Regions from separate parts of the Anas platyrhynchos genome. Here region 2 is linked to region 1. A link is a contact called in public Hi-C data. All regions are on one chromosome and are shown on one strand. The core of a region is the stretch at or near the end of the contact, and the rest is flanking DNA. Distances in the headings are between cores, read along the strand shown. Region 1 has its middle 21 kb from the start of SEMA6D. Region 2 overlaps SEMA6D (semaphorin 6D).

Evidence for each region. Hi-C and Micro-C count contacts between places; a contact is called where the count stands out from the background.
Region 2: a contact with region 1 is called in a Hi-C map of small yellow follicle, with 2.6 times the contacts expected there. The contact joins two enhancer-like sites. A contact is called at or near these places in 2 of 8 Hi-C or Micro-C datasets (F5 follicle and small yellow follicle).

The regions. Positions count from the first base shown.
Region 1 is chr11:4,069,520-4,072,819 of IASCAAS_PekinDuck_T2T, reverse strand. No RefSeq gene overlaps it. Among named protein-coding and RNA genes, the nearest start is that of SEMA6D, 21 kb to the left of the region's middle. Within about 2 kb of position 1,544, at least 1 of the 8 cell types and tissues checked has an H3K27ac peak or open chromatin away from gene starts, as enhancers often do. A contact at or near this core is called in small yellow follicle, where this site is marked.
Region 2 is chr11:4,126,407-4,129,706 of IASCAAS_PekinDuck_T2T, reverse strand. All of the region lies in intron 1 of SEMA6D (semaphorin 6D), which reads right to left. Among named protein-coding and RNA genes, the nearest start is that of SEMA6D, 36 kb to the right of the region's middle. Within about 2 kb of position 1,721, at least 3 of the 8 cell types and tissues checked have an H3K27ac peak or open chromatin away from gene starts, as enhancers often do. A contact at or near this core is called in small yellow follicle, where this site is marked.

The DNA of each region.
Region 1 (3,300 bases), core at 295-2,794:
TGAATTATTTTACTTTTTCTGGTTTTGGTACCTGAAACATTTGGTCATAAATATATTGGAAAGACAGATGTTCCTTATGGAGTGACTGTGTCAGCTTGAATTTGACAGAACAAGCCAATGTAAGCTATTTGCTCTCCTGAACTGGAAAGAAAATAAAAAATCCTCAGTAAGCTATCAAACATAGCACAGCATCTACACATCTAAACACAACGGCCTATAATTTCTCAGTGAATGCCAGATGTGGAACAACGTAGGCAGTGCTAAAATCTACCTGTGACTTTCTAATGAAGCTCTCATTACTGCAGCCTCAAGTTTTTGATTAGCCAAGAGTTTCTAAAATTTACTATCATGTGAAGGGAACGTGATCTGGTATAATACCATCTAATCAGCTATTTCACAGGCTGATTTAGAAAGCCATGGTAGGAGATTTTGAAACAAACTTGATTTGGTAGCCTACTTGAAACATAGATTTTGAAATTAATGATGACAAAGCAAAAGCTGGTATTTTTAAATACTTTGTGGTCCACGTAGCACAAGCCACCATGTTTGCTATAACCCTTGTTCAGATTTCAGGAGTAGACAGGCCATGCTGCACTGAGCTGAGAGGAGTTTCTGGCACCCCTCCTGCTGCACAGCTGGCATTCTGTTCAGCTCTCTGCCACACAATGCAGTCACAGTCCCCTCATTGGACATGCTGCCCAATTTAAGCCTGAACTGCACCTGCCTTTGCCATGGGCACACTACTTTGGCTTACAGAAAAATTACATTGAGTCCTGTGGTGACAGAAGTGGGAATATGCAAGGGGAAAAAAAAAATCATGTTTCTTACACATAGAAAGCAAATGACCCTGGTACATGTGAGGAATATCAGCAGGACAGTCTGAGTAAGCAGATGTCGCTATTTATTTGCAAAACAGATTCGTCAGGAAGCCAGGCTGCCCTCCTGCTGCCCAGTAATATGCCTGAGCTTCACCTTCCTGATAACCCAGCAGTGAGAGAGAGATTTCAGCTTCATGCTTACATGCTCCTTTTCAACCTCTGCTTCTTTGTTGCAGTTGCCAAGAAAAGGACCTGTCTGGTAGCACTTAGCAGGATTTCCTGTCAAATTTTCATATCCATTAGATACCAGAAGAAGACCAAAATCTGCTTGAAAGTCATTACATGCAAAAGACCGGTCATCTGTAAAGGACCTGCATCAGATTTTCACCAGTGACCCAGGACCAAAAACCCTTCAGCTATGTAGCCCACTCTCTGGGGCTTACAGAGGTTAGATGAAAGTCATTTTGCAGTTGTTTTTAGTGGTGGCCTAAGAACCTCCAGCAACTTCAGTGAGGGCAAGGCCAAGAGCAAGGGCTTCTGAGGACCCTACTTGAAATGCGCACAAATTGAGATGTGTTCCCCTCACAGCACATAGGATTTATCATAGCTTCCCCACAAAGCTACTGTCATGTGCTTGCAGGCTTTTTGGCTAGGTATGCAGCTGACCCTAATTGTTTATCACTATTTCGAGATTAGCGGGGAAAAAGTGCTGTTTAGACTATCCTATTAGCAAGCTAATCAAAAAAGAGCACAGGCTATAAGCACACTGGTGTTCATCAAGGAGGAGCACTTTGCCATACCTAATGCCTCATTTTGGGGGGCAGGGTGTATAAATACACTACTACATCAATGGTGAATCAATTGATGTAGAAATTAGACGTCATGTACATCAACTTGGCCTTTATTGCTTTTCCAATATAGCTCATCTTATGCTCTCTTCATTACCATTAAATAATACTTGGGAAGTAGAGCTATTTTGCAGTCTCTCTATTTAAAAAGTGGACTTCTATTTCACAGATTTTTATTAATTTTATTTTTTTGTTCTTGACAAGACAGCCAAGAACACCTATCTGTGTTTGTTACTTTAGGTAGTAAAGCATTTAGGGAAACAAATGCAGAAGATGCTGCTTTAATCAAAACTGATAGCACTGAAATCCTGAGACAACACTTGCAGGATGCTGACAGAGCTCCTCCAAATCCTTTGGCAGCTCTGCATCCAGACTAAGTGGCAATGACTGTGGATAATAACGAGGTGTTTCTGAAAGGTTTCTGATGGAACTGTCAATGCCTACATGCCTCGTCTTTACTGAGGTAGCTGTTCCCCGATTTCAAATGGAGCATGTGTGCTTGTGTGTGCCGAGGGATGGGGGAGACCTTTTCATTGCTTCCAGGCAGACAGGAAATGGTGTCCTTTTCTGTGAGACAAGGATAACAGCTGTCATGAGCCTGGCCACTGTGCCTTGCCATCCTCTCCAGTATGTAGGCAGGTGTCCTGTTGGTGTGAGTTTTCTGCCCTAAACACACCTCTTTATCATATAGTTGGTCTTCTCTGGTACAGAGCAGGCCTAGACTGTCCAGATATGTCAGACATGCAACACATTGTCTGCTTTTTACCTCAGAAGCTCTGTTGCACAATTATATATAACATCCTCAGGATCCCTAAGTCAACCCAAGCACATTTCTGTGATGGCCCATAAAGAGGCTGTGGCAGAAACACATGACTTTGGCACTGTGTGCAGAACCAGGGAGTGCTAAAGCACAAAGTGCTGAGAGATTCGGATAATCTTGAAAAGAGTCTCCTTGCTTCTAAGCAGCATTACTGAAAGCAAAGACGCACTCCCCCTTGGGACCAACAGACCCTGTGCTGTGCTGTGGTGGAGGGAGAAAAGCTTGTCACAGGCTGGGCACTGAACTCTGCTGACATGACTCCAGGGCCACAATACGGATTTAGAGCATCAATTCTGGGGTACCTGTGCAAGCCAGAAGAGCTCGGAAAAGCATCCAGCTCTTCAGTGCCCTGCCCAGTTTTTTGTGACTAAACTTTTTTTTTTTCCTTTTTTTTTTCTTTTTTTTTCTTCTTTTTTTTTCCTTTTTTTTTTCTTTTCTTTTTTTTTTTTCCTGTGTGTGTGTGAGTGTCAAGCAAGGACCTTTTCACTGCAGAACTGAAGAATGCTAACAGAGGCAACAGAGCAAGCCAAACGCTGGACGCTGTCTCTGCACATTTCTGTTCCTCACCCACCCACAGTTAGGTGAGGTCAGATTAGTCCAGTAGCAGCAGGAGGACCCCCAGCTAGTTCCATGAACCACTCACCATTTTCTTGCCAAAGTAAGAACTAAAAGAAATGGATGCCTAATAATTCTCGTTAACAGAAATCATTAATTTTTAATCATTAATTTCTTGAACAGATACCTTCTAGCTATGTAAAACTGACTGACACCACAATTCTCTGAAAATTTTCCTTCATGGAAGAATTTGAGTAAG
Region 2 (3,300 bases), core at 472-2,971, 57 kb before region 1:
GATAGTTGTTGCAGTTGAACATGAAGTGTTTGATTTTGCCCTATGACTCTTCATCTCCTGTAACCACTGTTGTTGTTGTTTGCTTTTCTTTCTCTCTACTACAAATACTCCACTTTAGGCTTTCTGTCTCTGTCCCTGTCCTGTTACCTGAATTTCTTTGCATGGCACCATGTGTATATATAGACAGAGACCATATATGGAAGAGTCATCTCCTGTATATATATGGATGTACATTTGCACTGGCTATTGTTTTTGATGTGATCTTGTTCTTGGAAAGTTTAGCTGCCTTTCATTTTATACTGCTTTAGAACCCATTTTTTCCTCTTAATAATAATCCAAACCAATTGAATCCTCCTCTACTTTAACTAGGAATCATGTGTCCCACAGACGATCAAAACTCCAAGCAGAAAAGTTTAGTATCTCCATACTGTGAAGTAGGGACAGAAGAATTCTTAGGTCTTTAATTTACTGCCTACTCCCTCATTACTTGTACTTCTTGCTTTCAGGAAATCAATGGTCATACTCTCTTGAACATTTTAGGTACCATAGCCATTTCAGTGTCTCAGATATCACTGAATCACGGAATGTTTGAGGTTAGAAGGCACCTCTGGAGGCCACCTGGTCCAGGCCCCTGCTTAAGCAGGGCCACCCCAAGCAGGCTGCCCAGGACCATGTCTTTTGACTGTCTTGAAGGATGAAGACTCCACAACCTCTCTGGGCAACCTGTGCCAGTGCTCAGTTACCCTCATAGTGACTTTGCATCTGCAGGTCTTAAAGCACTTCTTTAAGGCAGCTCTTCAGACTATTCATTCTATGTCATCATCCTGACTTCATTTTTAGTGTTCTGCAAGTGTTTGGCTCATCCATGAGTTCTAGTGGTAGATATTTCATACACACATCTGGACCTTTACAGAAAAGATAGAAGCTTCCCCTTTTATCCTACAGAAATTCAATGGCAGTACCCTCATTCAATAATGCATTTTCATTGACACTTCTACAATATTTTTTTTCTTCCAATCATATTTTCCTCCAGTGAAGTCCCCTTTAACAACATATTTGTTGTGTTTGTCTTATTTAAGCACACTACAAATTTCAGGTAAAAAATAGAATCACCTGATTTAGGGCAAACTGGCTTTTTAATAGAAAATGATCTGCATTTTTCTCCCAAACCAATTAACACCTAAAACCCTAACTTTTTTTCCTCAGTTATGTGCAAAGGGTATGATTGACTCTCCTTTAGTGGTTTTGGTATCTGATCAATCTGCCAAAAGTGTACCTTTGGACCTTCCTAGCTAACACGTTTTTCTGCTATATTCCCAGCTGCCTATACATTCAAATGTTCTTAATGTTAAATATACCGATATTATTTTTCTATTAACTTTGTATCTCTCAGATTACACTCCAATTTTAGTGTTTTAGTCACACAGATCATTAGATATGTTTCAGTAATGGAATTCAGTTTCGCCCCCTTTTACTGAGAATTAGAGTGTACATGTGCAAACAGCATGATCTGCTACACTAACCTGATATGTTAAAACAATCACAGACAAAATAACAACTATTTTTTGTTTTAGTTATTATTATTATTATTAAATGGTTCCTGAAAGTATATACCTTGCAGAGTAAAACAGAAATTTGGGAGAGATTATAATGTGTATTGTATTATATACGGGGTGTTATCATACTTGGAGAGCATGAATGTGAGCTCTGGTTTCTGTACAGCCTTTGCATCCATAAAAACACTTCCTGCTGGCAGACATACCAATATTTTTTCACAATCTTTCAAAATCTGTTGCAGTCCAGCTGCTGTAAACGCGACTTGTACTTTTAAAAAGTGCATCACAAGGTTGTCCACTTTCAGAAAGGAGGTGATTCAATTGCTGGGTGCATTTCTACCACAAGCAAAGAATGCTATCTGGCAAGAAAGAGTAAAGGTAGAAAATGAAGTCTGTAGAAGAAAAAAGCCAGACAGACCAAAAAGGAATTGCATTCTTCATGCAAGAGAACACAATGTATTATATGTTACTGTGGTGGTTTTACTCAGGTGGGCAGCCGAGCTCCACCACAACCGCTCTCTCACTCCCCCTCTCCTCAAAGAGGAAGGGAGAGAAAATACAACACAGAGAACTCGAGGTTTGAGATGAGAAAGGTTTAATTAAAGGGAAAGGGAATGGGGAGGAAAAAAAGAAACAAAAGAAACAATCAGTCCGCGTGGAAGCACAGAGAGAAGGAAAAAAATTATTCTCTACTTCCCATCAACGAGCGATGTTCAGCCACGTCCTGGAAAGTAGGGCCTCAAAACACGTAGTGGTTGTTCAGGAGGAACAGCCCCCTACCCCACGAGAGCCCCCCTTTTTATTGTTGAGTGTGACATCAGGTGTTATGGAATATCCCTTTGGTTGGTTTAGGTCAGCTGCCCTGGCAGTGTCCCCTCCCCATCACTTGCCCACCCCCAGCCTGCTGGCTCCTGGGGGCTTGGAGGGAGTCCTGATGCTGTGCCAGCACTACACAGCAATAGACACAACACTGGAGTGATATCAGTTCTGTTCCAGCCACGAGTGCAGAGCACAGCACTGTGTGGGCTACTGCAGGGAAAAGGTGACTCCAGCTCAGACAGACCCAACACAGTTACTCTTCCATCTATCCTGTTAGAGGAATGTAAGTATACCAAAGCAACCAACACTTCTGATAATTTCATAAAGCTTGCATGTTAAATCATTAAACTAAAGATCATTTACTTTCTCTGAAATGGTAAGCAACATTTTTTCCTGTTCATTCAAGCAATAGTTAATAAAATATTAATAAACAACTCGTAAATGGTTAAACGTGCTGAATGATTGAACTTTTACATAGTTTCTTTCTCGGTTTCTAATATAGGTACAGAAAGATTTCTATAAAGTAAACACTACATTTGGAACACATGATTGCATGTGGCTTTTGCACAAAACCAAATGCAATTATGTCAAGAATTAGATTGCATAGCATAGTTTATATTCCCACTTCCTAACCTTTAACCCTTCTAAGTGGGCTATAGGGTTTTCTTTCTTGCTATATATATCATTGTATGCAAAACACTTCCCTGAAATGCTGGACAGTTACATTCGATTACCTGTAATGTTATATTTCCAAATTATGAAGCAATACTGTGATTTGCTATTTTTTTCATGTCAGCATTTTTTAATAAAATCAAAAGTGACCAGTAACAGATTTCAAATAATTTGCAGATTTTCTAAATGTGGGATTAAGTTTCATTTTAGTATAGATTTTCTTGCCTCACTACATTTTTGTGAAAATGTGGGC